Regions from separate parts of the Ovis aries genome. Here region 2 is linked to region 1. The links are chromatin contacts, called in public Hi-C maps. All regions are on one chromosome and are shown on one strand. Each heading gives the region's core, a stretch centred on a gene start, on an enhancer-like site or on the middle of the called end of the contact. The rest is flanking DNA. Distances are from core to core; before and after follow the strand shown.

Region 1 (6,801 bases), core at 2,521-5,020:
TCCAAGGTGGGAAATCAGGAAGGGGCCACAAACTTAACATGAAGCTCTGTCATCTGTGTAAGACCTGGAGTCAGCCTCCTGTTGAAGACCTGGAAAAGCAAACTCTCCAAGTGGAAGCTGAATCTTGAGAGAGAAGTTGGGGTTTGACCTACCTGAAAGTGGGGATTCTCCACAAATTCTCTAAAATTTTCAAAGCTTTCAGTTACATCTATTGAGTCTTATGAAAACTTTAAGACAAGGAGCTTGGATGTTGGTATCTCCATTTCTTTAAGTTAACTAGGTTTTAAAGAGATTACATGCCTTGCCTAGAATCATGAGGTCAGTACAGGGCAATGGCTAAGGAAAATCTGGTTTTAAAAAAATTATTCTTAGTCCAAGGGGATGTCAATGATCCCCATCCTAGGAAAGTAACAGGGCTGTAAAGGTTTTACTATCATTTTGCATTATTCATACCACTTACCCTTTTACTTTACCCACATCTTAGGTAACTGAGTCAATTGCATTCAGAAGAAACATTTTCTGAGTCCCTCATGGGCACAGAACTCATGCCTGTGTGAACAAATTTATCACACTATAAATTCAATCACACAAAAAGACAACCTATACATATCCCTCTGGCCCCACTCCTTGGCATAGTGGGCTTTTGTCACTTGGATAACCTTTTTTTCACTTTGTGGAAAGTTTTCCAGAATAATAACAGACTTTTATGTCTAACTAGTCAACTGAAAAGTACTTTTAAGCTCCTAGTATGTGTCCCAAATTGGGATAGGTACTATGGGGATACAAAAGATGTGTATATATTAGGATCCATCTTCAAATCTATATTGGGTGGAGGGGTTAATTAACATAAATTTTTTTACTCATCCAAATTTAGAGTGTTATCTTAAGTATGCTGTAGGAGTTGAGAATTAGAGGTTAATGTGGCTTGAAATAATCTAAAAAATAAAAAGCTTTTCCTATCAGTGTCATTGAGAAGACTAAATTCTGTCCTAATTTTAAAAATGCACATTAGTTTTTCAAGTTTGATAGAGTTCACACATTTTATTTGCTAAATAACTTTATTTATTTTCAGCTGTGCTAGGTCTTCGTTGTTGCATGTGGATTTTCTCTCGTTGGAGTGAGCAGGAGCTACTCTCTAGTTGTGGAGCACTGGCTCTACAGTTGTGGCATACGTGACTAGTTGCCCCAAGTCAGCTAAAATCTTCCTGGACCAGGGATTGAACCCATGTCCCCTGCATTGGGAGGTGGACGCTCAACCACTGGACCACCAGGAAAGCCCTAGAAATGCACATTATTTTAGACAAAAACATTGAAAAGTTTGGACAAATGAAACACTTCCATCCTCAAGAGCTTACAGTTTGGTGGGGGGAAACAAGTAGAATCTCTGTAAATCAACGTGAGGGTCTGTGTGTGTGTCTTAGTTGCTCAGTTGTCTCTGACTCTCTGCGACCTCACAGACTGTAGCCACCAGGTATCTCTGTCCATGGAATTCTCCAATTCCAGGAGAATTCTCCAGGCAATAATACTGGAGTGGATTGCCATTCCCTTCTCCAGAGGAACCTCCCAACCCAGGGATGGAACACTGGTCTCCTGCATTGCAGGCAGGTTCTTTACTGTTTGAGCTACAAGGGAAGTCCTTGTGAGGGTCTACAGATAACAGCTCAGAAGAAGGGGTTGACACGGAAAGCATCAGGGAGCACATGACCTTCACGGAGGTCACTGACAACAGGGAGGGGACAAATGTGTGTCTGTAGGAGGGTGAATGTTAGAGAGAGGAGAGAAAGGCATTCCAGAAAAAGGAAACTGGGAGCAGCACGGGAAAAGGTACAGTGAGTAGTGAGCATGAAGACTAAAGCTGGGATTTCCCACATTTATTTCAAAGGCCTTCATCACCTATATGAAGAGGGTCTTGAAAAAACAAATAACTAGACCATAACGATCATGAAATTTAATTATACATGAGCGCTAATCATTTGTTGTTGTTCAGTCATTAAGTCGCAACTAACTCTTGTGAATCTACTCAACTGTAGCCCACCAAGTTCCTCTGTCCAAGGGATTTTCCAGGCAAGAATACTGGAGTGAGTTGCCATTTCCTTCTCCAGAGGATCGCCCCAACCCAGGGATTGAATTCACATCTCCTGCACTGGCAGGTGGATTCTTTACCACTGAGCCACCAGGGAAGTCTGTGCTAATGATTACTCTACTTTTTGGCATTAAGAAATTATTATTCATGGTTATATTCATTTTATATAAATATCTATCTTCTGAGCCATTTTGTGAGGATTCAATTGTTCGTAGTCAATTTCAAAGAGAATGCTGATTGGAGCACCACAGGAATATTTTCTACAGAGAAAATACTTATTTTAATAAAGAATATTAGTTTTCTTTACGGTTTTCTTAGGGATTATAGAACCAGAATAAAAAATATAAAAACTCAGCTAATCAAACCATTAAATACCTTATATTTTGAAGGCCTCTTAATAGTTGTTTATAAATGATTTTTACATAAAATTAAGTCATTTAAATTAATATACACATGCATTAAAGGGGCTTCCCTCCTGGCTCAGACAGTAAAAGATCTGCCTTCTATGCGGGACGCAGGGTTGGATCCCTAAGTCGGGAAGATCCGCTGGAGAAGGAAATGGCAACCCACTCCAGTATTCTTGCCTGTGAATCTCATGGGCAGAGGAACCTGGCGGGTTATAGTACATGGGGGTCGCAAACGGTCAAACGACTGAAGCGGCTTAGCACGCACATGGATTAAAAAACCATCTAAAACTAGTTTCAAAAATATATATATTCGCTCGAACCACACCATTAGGCATATTATTCAAAAATCATTTTTAAAAGAAAATATTCTAGTGAACTTTTCCTTAAAATGAGACAAACATTTAACATGTTACAGGTTTCAAATTTCAGAAAAGCGAGATGTAAAACTTTCCCTCGGTTATTTTAGCTGGACATCCGGTCAAATTTCACAAGTAGGAACATCTTCATGTACCTAACAGTGGGCACAATACAGGCACGTCTCTGTTGCTATGAGAACCTCTATTTTGTAGGAGAAATCGCAGCCTTGACGACGCAATGTTTGCGCCGATTTTACAGCATGTTTTTCTACAGCGGTTCAGCTCCACCAGTAACACTCTAATGGCTCTCTGGTTTCCTGCCCGCCAGCCCAGTTTTCCGTCCCAGCTCCAGCGCTCGCCCGCTGTGCACTCCCGGTCTCTGGGAGCGGGCGGCGAGCACTGGCCTGGCGAAAACGTGGGCCGGAGGTGGGGCAGATGGGAAGGGGAGGCGGCGGCACTGCGGGTTGCTTCTGTTACCCTCCGGAGTCGAGCTCTGCACCAGCTCTCCAGCTGCGTTTTAAAATCTGCAGTTAAAAAAAGTCGAGCAACGCCACATCCTACAAACTGGAGGGGACGAGGAGAGCAGTGTGTCCCCAAATGGATCAGAAAAATGGGAAAGGAGGGGTTCTGAACTTTATTATTAAATACTTCCTCCATGCCAGAAAAATCAGGGTTCAGGGCTCGGTACTGGGCAGAATAGGCTGAAGCCACCGACGCGACTAAAAAGGGTCGCGGGCGCGGATCCGGGCTTCCGAGCGCCACGGGGTCCTAGCGGGAGCGGGGGGCGCGCGCGCTCGGAGCGTTCCTTCCCCCCACCCCCGCCCCAGGGTCTCCTTCCCTCGGGATTCGGAGCCTCCCATCCTCCAGGGCCGACTCGCCGCGGGGCTGAAGGGTGTCAGGACGCCGTGACCTAGCTTAGCGACAGGCCTCTCCCCGGCGACGGCGCCGCAACAAGATGGCGGACGACAGAGACAGGGACGGCACAGGTAAGAGGCACCGCGAAGCGCAGCCCTCGCCGCCCGCCGCGACCTCGGCCGCACCGGGGAGCTCCAGACAGAGTGGGACCCCCTACCTCTGGAGCCCCACCCTCAGGGAGAAGGCCGACCCAGCCAGGCCGCGCCGCCCGCCCCGCAGCGGAGGCCCCCTCCCCCGTTCCTGCCCCCCTCGCCCCGCCTCCCGGGCCCTCATCCCGCCCCCGCCCCCATCGTCCCGCCCGCGGAGCCCCGAGCCTCGCTTCCAGCGCGGGTTGCGGCCGAGGCGCCGGCCCGGAGCCCCATAATGGCGTCCTTGTTCACGGTGTCGAGGACACCGCCTCCAAGCCCTAGCTTGGGTTCTCGTTGCCGCAGGCGCCACGCCGGCAGCTACTCAGGCTCTGGGCCCGCGCGGCGGCCTGGGTGAGGACGGCTCAGGCTGCGGGCGTCTGCCGTGCTCCTCCCCGGCTGCGCTGAAACCCCGCCCGGCCCAGACGGCTGGCGTCTGCGGCCACCATTTTGCCTTCGTAGCGGGGACGTGGGAGGACGGCTTGGAGGTCACCGCGACTGCGTCCGCGCCTCTAGGATCCGAAGCGCGCGCGCCACCCGCCTGGTGTCTTGTCTTATGCGAAAAACAAGACAAAATACAAAAAACTTTAATAAAGATGAAAGAGCAAACTCCAGAGGCGACGCGTAGAGCTCGGTGCGCAGGCCTGTCTCTGCGGCGCCACCAGACGGCCCAGCGCGATCGCGGCGGCAGAGGCGGGACTGGGCCTCCGGTCGCCGGGTGGGAGGCATTGATGTTTTCATTATTAGGGGAAAGAAAACCTGCGTATCCATGTTTATTTGTTAAGACTGTTAACGTTGTTTTAATTCAGTTTGATTAAAAAATTGATGCTTTTTTTTTTTAACCATCCTTTAGTTACTCAAAAATAAGTCTGTATTTCAGTAATTGATGAACTCGTCGCTAAAACGTCAAGCCATTGAAACGATAGAGGTAAACATCTTAGAAATGAAAATAATACCCCACCTTTGTTCTTTTTTTGAGTGCTTGAGACATATCAGCATACCATTTTTCTCAGCATGGAACAAAGATGTAATGATATTAAGTAATAGTTACAAGTGTAGGAGCCAGCGCTGAGGTCGTCAGTCACTTGTCGTGGTGATCACAGAAAAAAGGCGGAGAAACACACGGCACTGTGCCAAAGAGCTACGTAGTGATAGCAATAATACTATTTGATTTTTTTTTTTTATGATTACGTTAGTCTGAAAAGCCAGACATTTTATAGATGTTACCTTCCTAAGATGTCCTTATAATTTTATTGTGCTGTTTTAAAAGTATAAGGTACGTCCTAAGAAAATGATTACTTTTTAAATATTAGTTTTAAAACTTTCCCCAGAGGGACTTCCCTGGTGGTCCAGCGGTTAAGAATATGCCTGCCAGTGCAGGGGACACAAGTTCCATCCCTCTTGGGGAAAGATTGCACATGCTAGGGAGCAGCTAAGCCCCTGCGCCACAACTGCTGAGCCTGGGCTCTCCAACAAAAAAAAGCCCGGGGCGTGAGAAGCTCCTGTGCCCCAGTGAAAAGTAGCCCCCGCTGGCAGCAACTAGAGAAGACCCAGTGCAGCTAAAAAACAAAAACAAAAACAAAACAAAACTTCCCCAGAAAGACTTACCTTTATTTATTAAAATTCTTATTTAAAAAAAAAAAAAGGAAGACTTTCAGAAGGTAATCATGGATTTTTAAAAAGATTTGATTAGGTCAGCCTGAGGAAAAGACACACACTGGATTATGCTTCAAATACAGTTTGTTTTTCTTCATTAAAAAAATAGATTGAAAAGCTTTTTTGATTTTCAAGGATACTTTCCTATTTATAATAAACTATTTCAGAGAAGAAACAATTCTGTCTATAGCCATAGAAGTAATGACTGTTAAAATCAGATTGGGTGTCATTCATTCAGTTGACATGTTTAATGCCTGCCATATGGAAGGCATTCTGAGTCAGGTTAGAACTTTGGAGGGTATTTTTTTCTCCCAAAGAAGGTGAGCTATATAAGGAAGATAAGACATTCACAGAAGGGAGAGAGCAGTCAGCTGGACTGGTATGTGCAGCCCATGTGCCAGCTGCTTGCCAGGTGTGCTGTATCCCCTGATGAGGGCAGCAGCCTGGTATCCCTGGGAGCTGGTAAGAAAGGAAGGAGGGCAGTCCGTGCCCCTGGCTTACTGAATTAGACTCTGCATTTATGCATTCCTGCCCGTGATCCACATGCACATTAAAGTTTGAGAAGCACTGTTCCACGGTATATCTCAGTTACTCTTTACAACGGTCCTATGAGCTGATTGTAATTGCAGCTTGACGGGCAGGATGAAATAGAAGTATGTTGTCTCGAGAATGAAATAAAGGTATGTTGTCTTAAGGATAAATTAGAGACTCATATGCTGATAACCATCTTTGAATACACATATTTCACTCATATATTTGATTCTTTGCTCTGAAGTTTCAGATATTACGCCTGACCAATTAATCCGAATAGGCTAGGCTTTGAGGATTCACTCAAACTAACTAAACTCATAAAGAGTGATGTACAAACCTGAATAATGATTTATTAATTTAAATTGGGGTATGATTTAAATTGATACATCAGTCAGGAAGCTGACCTCTGCAATGTCGTATACTGTTTTATGTGTATTAAGCTTTTGTAGAGGGTAGATTTATATGTTTAAAGTTGCTTGATGAACATGGAATCAAGCAAAAGAAAAGGATAGTTTTGAAGGCTATATCCATTAAGCTCAAAGAGGATGGGGATCATTTCTTTATACTCATTGTCTTGCAGAGTATACAGCACATGGTAGAAATTCAATAAATATTGCCACATTCAGATAATTTAATTAAAAGTGTTTGTTTTAATCAAAGCATTATTTACTGTTTCCCCAAAGATCTACACCTAAAAGCCTATACAATTATTGTTAGAGATTTTTTTC
Region 2 (6,801 bases), core at 2,448-4,947, 260 kb before region 1:
TTGACGTCATGGATGTCTAAAAGGCATCTCCAACTTAAAATGACCAAACCTTAAGTCTTAATTTCCCTCTTCCTCACCTGCTGTTCCCAATTATCATATCTTATAAATGGCACCATCATCCACACAATTTTTGAAGTCAAAAGCCTAGAAATTATCCTAGAGTAGTCTCTCTCTAACAAACTTAATATCCAGTCCATTAGCAAGTCCTGTAGATTCTACTTCCAAAATATTCAAAATTAATTTCTTAGATGTTCCTCACTACGCCAATATCCAAGCCACCTTTTGGCATGCACTTGTGGAATAGCTTCCTAATCGGTTGAAACAATTAGCTTTGCTGTTCCCTTTGTCTCCTGATATTTGTAGGGTTGATTTTTTGTCATTCAGATCTGAGCTTAATCAATCTGATTTCGGTATTGACCATGGTGATGTCCAGATGGTCAATAACGAAATCAGATTGATTATATTCTTTGCAGCCAAAGACGGAGAATTTCTATACAGTCAGCAAAAACAAGACTGGGAGTTGACTGTGGCTGAGATCATGAACTCCTTATTGCCGAAATTGGAGAAGGAAATGGCAACCCACTCCAGTGTTCATGCCTGGAGAATCCCAGGGATGGCAGAGCCTGGTGCGCTGCCGTCTATGGGGTCACACAGAGTCAGACACGACGGAAGCAACTTAGCAGCAGCAGCAGGGAAAACCACCAGACCATTCAGGTATGACCTAAATCAAATCTCTTATGATTATACAGTAGAAGCGACAAATAGATTCAAGGGATTAGATCTGATAGAGTGCCTGAAAAACTGTGGATGGAGGTTCATGATATTGTACAGGAGGCAGAGATCAAGACCATCCCCAAGAAAAAGAAATGCAAAAAGGCAATATGGTTGTCTGAGGAGGCCTTACAAATAGCTGAGAAAAAAAGAGACGTGAAAGGCAAAGGAGAAAAGGAAAAATATACCCATTTGAATGCAGAGTTCCAAAGAATAGCAAGAACAGATATGAAAGCCTTCCTCAGTGATCAATGCAAAGAAATAGAGGAAAACAATAGAATGGGAAAGACAAGAGATCTCTTCAAGAAAATGAGAGATACCAAGGGAACATTTCATGCAAAGATGGGCATAATAAAGGACAGAAATGGTATGGACCTAACAGAAACAGAAGGCATTAAGAAGAGGTGGCAAGAATACACAGAAGAACTATACAAAAAAGATCTTCATGTCCCAAATAACCACAATGGTGTGCTCATCCACCTAGAGCCAGACATCCTGGAATGTGAAGTCAATTGGGCTTTAGGAAGCATCACTACAAACAAAGGTAACGGATGTGATGGAATTCCAGTTGAGCTATTTCAAACCCTAAAAGATGATGCTGTTCAAGTGCTGCACTCAATATGCCAGCAAATTTGGAAAACTCAGCAGTGGCCACAGGACTGGAAAAGGTCAGTTTTCATTCCAATCCCAAAGAAAGGCAATGCCAAAGAATGTTCAAACTACCACACAATTTCATTCATCTCACACGCTTGCAAAGTAATGCTCAAAATTCTCCAAGCCAGGCTTCAACAGTACGTGAACCATGAACTTCCAGATGTTCAAGCTGGATTTAGAAAAGGCAGAAGAACCAGAAATCAAATTACCAACATCTGTTGGATCATTGAGAAAGCACGAGAGTTCCAGAAAAACATCTGCTTCATTGACTATGCCAAAGCCTTTGACTGTGTGGATCACAACAAACTGTAGAAAAATTCTGAAAGAGATGGGAATACCAGACCACCTGACCTGCCTCCTGAGAAATCTGTATACAGGTCAAGAAGCAACAATTAGAACTGGACATGGAACAACAGACTGATTCCAAATAGGAAAAGGAGTACATCAAGGCTGCATATTGTCACCCTGTTTATTCAGTTTATATGCAGAGTACATCATGTGAAACGCCAGGCTGGATGAAGCACAAGCTGGAATGAACATTGCCCGGAGAAATATTAATAACCTCAGATATGGAGATGACACCACCCTTATGGCAGAAAGTGAAGAACAACTAAAGAGCCTCTTGATGAAAGTGAAAGTGGAGAGTGAAAAAGTTGGCTTAAAGCTCAACATTCAGAAAACGAAGATCATGGCATCTGGTCCCATCACTTCATGGGAAATAGATGGAGAAATAATTGAAACAGTGAGAGACTCTTTTTGTTGTTGGGGGGGGGGCTCCAGAATTACTGCAGGTGGTGACTGCAGCCATGAAATTTAAAAATACTTGCTCCTTGGAAGAAAAACTATGACCAACCTAGGCAGCACATTAAAAAGGAGAGACATTACTTTGCCGATAAAGGTCAGTCCGGTCAAAGCTATGGTTTTTCCAGTAGCCATGTATGGATGTGAGAGTTGGACTATAAAGAAAGCTGAGTGCCCAAGAATTGGTGTTTTTGAACTGTGGTGTTGGAGAAGACGCTTGAGAATTCCTTGGACTGCAAGGAGATCCAGTCAATCCTAAAGGAAATCAGTCCTGAATATTGACTGGAAGGACTGATACTGAAGCTGAAGCTCCAATACTTTGGCTACCTGATGTGAAGAACTGACTCGTTGGAAAAGCCCCTGATGCTGGGAAAGATTAAAGGTGGGAGGAAAACCGGACAGATGATGAGCTAGTTGGATGGCATCACCGACTGGATGGACAGGAGTTTGAGTAAGCTGCGGGAGTTGGTGATGGACAGGAAGGGAAGCCTGGCTTGCTGCAGTCCACAGGGTCGCAGAGTTGGACAGGACTGAGCAACTGAAATGAACTCAACTCTGAGCTTAAACCTCCGGAGCTTACGGAGACCTTCCCACTGCATCCAATATGAGGTTACTCTCAATCACTTCATCCTGTTTGAACTCTCTACAAAGCATATTTTTCTCGACCTCCCTATTGTTTACACCATAGTCCCCAGGGCCTACATCACTGCCTGGTAAAGGGCAGGTACACAACAAATATTTTTTGAATTGAATGTAAAAGCACCTACTGTTTCCCAGGGTTGTGCTAATCCATGAGCACTGTGCTGTCTTCCCATTTCAGCAGGATAGTTTTATTAAATGTAAAATTCCACAGTGAGAATTAACTGGATGCATGTTATACCCCTTCCTGCCAGTAACCCACCTTCCTCTATTTTTCTCCCCTTGCAAAATAAAAAATAATAGTGAGGAGGGACTTGGAAAACAGGGTCATCAATGTGGTCTTTTGCCACATTCCTAAGGCTTCATCGAGCTCAACGAGACAGAAACCAATTGCAACAGTAACGGATATAAGCAGCAGAAGAACAACCTCAGGGCCCACAAGGACGGACGGCAAGGCTAGAGCGCACACTGCAAGCACTGCATGCTGGGAGCTGTAGTCGGGCTAGGCCTGGCCAGCAGGACCCGGTCCCCGCAGCATGCTGGGAACTGTAGTCGACAGCTGGAAACGCACCGCGAGGAAGGACCGCAGTTGAGACTCCGCCTCTGCGCTTCCTCATTGCATGCTGGGAATCGTAGTCTTTCTGGGAACATGCTCCTCCCTGGCGGAAAAGCACCAAGGTTGCGCCATCTTAGGTGCGAGTGCGGCAGTGGAGGCTAGAGCGCAGGCGGGCCCAGCCCCGGCCGGCCCCGCCCCCCAGGAGCCCGGCGCCCGCCCCTTGCTCGGGCCCCGCCTTCCCCCACGTGTCTGCCGCCGGGGGAGGCGCTTGAGCCGGAGCGGGCCGCCAGCGGTCCGGCCCGGTAGGCGCAGAGGGTCCTGTCGGCGGCGCCCGGGAGCGACTAGCTTCCCGATGCTTCCGCCCTGGCTCCCGCCGGCCGGGCTGTGCGCTTAGGGCCCGGCTCCGGCCCCCTGAGGCGTCCGCGTGGGTGACAACGGCTTCGGCCCCGCGGAACGGAGCGGCTGGAGCGCGAGGCGGCGGCCGCCGGGAGGAGGATGGGGGCTAACCAGTTAGTGGTGCTCAACGTGTACGACATGGTGAGTACGGCGCCGGCGCCCGACCCCGGCCCCGGCCGGCATTCTCTCGCCGGTGGGTTCGGACCCGGCCCCTCGCGTTTCCAGCCTGGCGTCGCCGCCTCCCGCTTGGTTCACCGGGGTTGGGGGAGGGGACGATTATTTTTTTTAATCCCTGCAAACGTCTACGCGCTTGTTAGCTTTTCCCGGTCTGCCCCGGGGCTTTCGCCAAGACTCGGTTCGCCTCGAACCTCCCTCGTGCCCCGACTTGGCCCGGACCCTGGGCTGGGCCCGACCTTCTGGCCGACAAGCAGTGTCCTTTCCGCGAAGCTTGGGTCGAGGGTCGGACTTCCCACTCCATCACCGGAACTCCGGGGCAACCCCGCTTCTCCCACCCCAGTTGCCCGCTCTGCCGAAGCAGCCCGTCTTCAAAAACTCCCAAGCCCCTCCGAGTCGAGAAAGTCACCGCTTGTCGACGCCAGTGCCAGAGTCTCTTTAAAGGTGAACAGGAGCCGACACAGCCTAGCCTCCAAGGCAACCGCATTAAAATGAATGAGGCTGACATTTATCCAGAAAATAGCCCAGCTGAATTATTTAGGGGTTCACGGCGGTACGCCTTTCCTAGATTGTGGAGACCTCTTACCAGGTGATGCAACAGGTATCTGACGTGGCCGCGGGAGAGGCAGAGAAGAACGGGTTTGTTGTGTCATCTAACTTTTGGAGTACTGCGAGCACTCAGAAATGAGTCAAAACGTTGGTTTGCGTTATTATCGCCATTGGAATAACTGGTACACAGTTGCCGTTGCAGTTAGATGGATGCTTGGGTTTGTTTCCTTTCGGTTGATTAGTTTTTGCTTTATAAGAGGTCACCTCCACTTAAGATGTTTAAAATTTCGTAAGTGGATTGACAAGTGAAAAAGTCCCCAGCGTTGTTTTTGTTGGCTTAAAGATGAAGAAGAGCCAGAATACGGGAGGTTAGGAGTCTTGGTTCTCACTCACCGATCTAAACTTTGTGTTCCCCTGTATTGTTTTTAAGTTTTTACATTTACACTGTAACCTCTTGGGTAGGAAGGAATTCCTATGCCTCAATCTGGGAATTAATGTGAGAAGGCCATAGAGACTGCTTGGGACCTGAGGAGGGTACTCCGCTGAGTTTGCATATAAACTTGGAGGTGAAAGGAGATAGATTCGCATGCTGAGAAAAATGGAGTATGATGGGAGAAAGTTCCAGAGAGGAATAATCAGAACCAGAGATTTTAAAAGAGCGGGGTACTTTGTAAAGTCTTTGGCCTGTGTCACTGGTTAAGAAATAATTCTCTAGATGTAAACTTTTTGTGGCTAGCTGTGGAAGCCTTGATTTTTCAAGAATTTTATTGCCCTTTTACTCTTTCTACCCAGTCCCCCTTGAGTGATCTGAATTTGGTTTTTTATTTATTCATGCAGATTGTTACACACCATCCCTCAAAATATATTCTGTTCTTGAGAGCACAGTATACATTTTCTTCTAGGTTGTTAAACCCCTTTATAAATCAGGATTATGCAGTGGCCAGAGGGCCAGTTTCATTGCCTAAAAGAAATCTGTGAAAGTAGAGGAAGAGAACATTTTGCTTTTTTAAATAAAACTGGAGATACATTGCTTGGCTTATAATGGGCTTCTTTACACTTTAGGTAGTCTATGAATAACAGAAATCATTGCTATGTGGTAAACATAGGAAAAGCTAGAGATGATTCTCAAACCAGTATGTTTTGAAGGGAGGAGTGTTCTGAAAGATCTTTAAAATGTTAACTAGATAACAGAGATATTATTCTTCATATAGCTTTTGTGACGTAGGTAGTTGCAAAGTAAATAGAGAAAAGGGTACCTGCCCAGAAAAGTAAGTAAAAAAAGTAAAGTCACTCAGTCGTGTCCAACTCTTTGCGACCCCATGGACACCAGGCTCCTCCGTCCATGGGATTTTCCAGGCAAGAGTACTGGAGTGGGTTGCCGTTTCCTTCTCCAGGGAACTTCCCGACCCAGGGATCGAACCCAGGTCTCCCGCATTGTAGACAGACACTTTCCGTCTGAGCTACCACTTGATCTTAGCCGAAAGGCCAAGTACCTGCCCAGAGAGCTACAAATAGGATCTAGAATTTCTAGACCACAGTCTGTTTCATTATTTTTTCTACTGAATAGTTCTGTGTTTATTTCTTATATATTGCTTTTTCCTGTCAACAGGAGGAGCATGTGAATGTTTATCGGAAATGGCAAATAGTTGAGTTACTAGACTTCTAATAAACAGAGTTTGTTTGCTCTCCTGAGGGGCTTCTGGTCTGTAAGTAAGTGTCTTATGTCACTAACTCAGCAACCTACAGTTATTTAGTTAGGACCCTGTAAAAGTCACAAAAATGAATGAATTATGCTTTCTTCTGTAAGGAATTTAGAATTTCATAGGGGAGGTATACCAGTGGTAACAATTCAGAACAATGCCATGGTTTTGATAAGAGCAGAACAAGATGCCAAGAAGACAGTGCTCTTGTAGGATCATGGAATGCTGAAAAGTAAAGGGGGAAAACCCTGAAGAATGGAGGGTTTCTGCAGGCAAGGAATAGTCAGCACGAACAGACTGGCCGGAGGAGGACAGCACAGGTTGGATTTGGAAAATCCAGTGTAGCTAGAGTGTAGGAGGCATGAAAGGGGACAAAACTTCCAGTTTGGCTAGAATTTTTATTTGGGACTGAGAGGATGGTCTGTGAAACAGGGGGAACCATTTAAAGTTTTCAAGGTGAGGAGCAGTGTGGTCGGAGTTATGTTTTAGAATCAAGACCAGTGGATTGAGGTATAAATTTGTAGCTATTATGCTCATTTTTTCTCAAGTCAGTTTTGGTTT

What was found. Hi-C and Micro-C count contacts between places; a contact is called where the count stands out from the background.
Region 2: a Hi-C map of liver shows a contact between it and region 1, with 6 times the contacts expected there. The contact joins the promoter of DESI2 here to the promoter of EFCAB2 in region 1. A contact is called at or near these places in 3 of 16 Hi-C or Micro-C datasets (hypothalamus, liver and muscle).

Annotation. Positions count from the first base shown.
Region 1 is chr12:31,594,009-31,600,809 of ARS-UI_Ramb_v3.0, reverse strand. It overlaps EFCAB2 (EF-hand calcium binding domain 2), which reads left to right and starts at 3,770. Exons shown (of 8, transcript XM_015099188.4): 1 at 3,770-3,832. The coding sequence starts at 3,802.
Region 2 is chr12:31,849,203-31,856,003 of ARS-UI_Ramb_v3.0, reverse strand. DESI2 (desumoylating isopeptidase 2) reads left to right here and starts at 3,697. Exons shown (of 6, transcript XR_009595808.1): 1 at 3,697-3,958.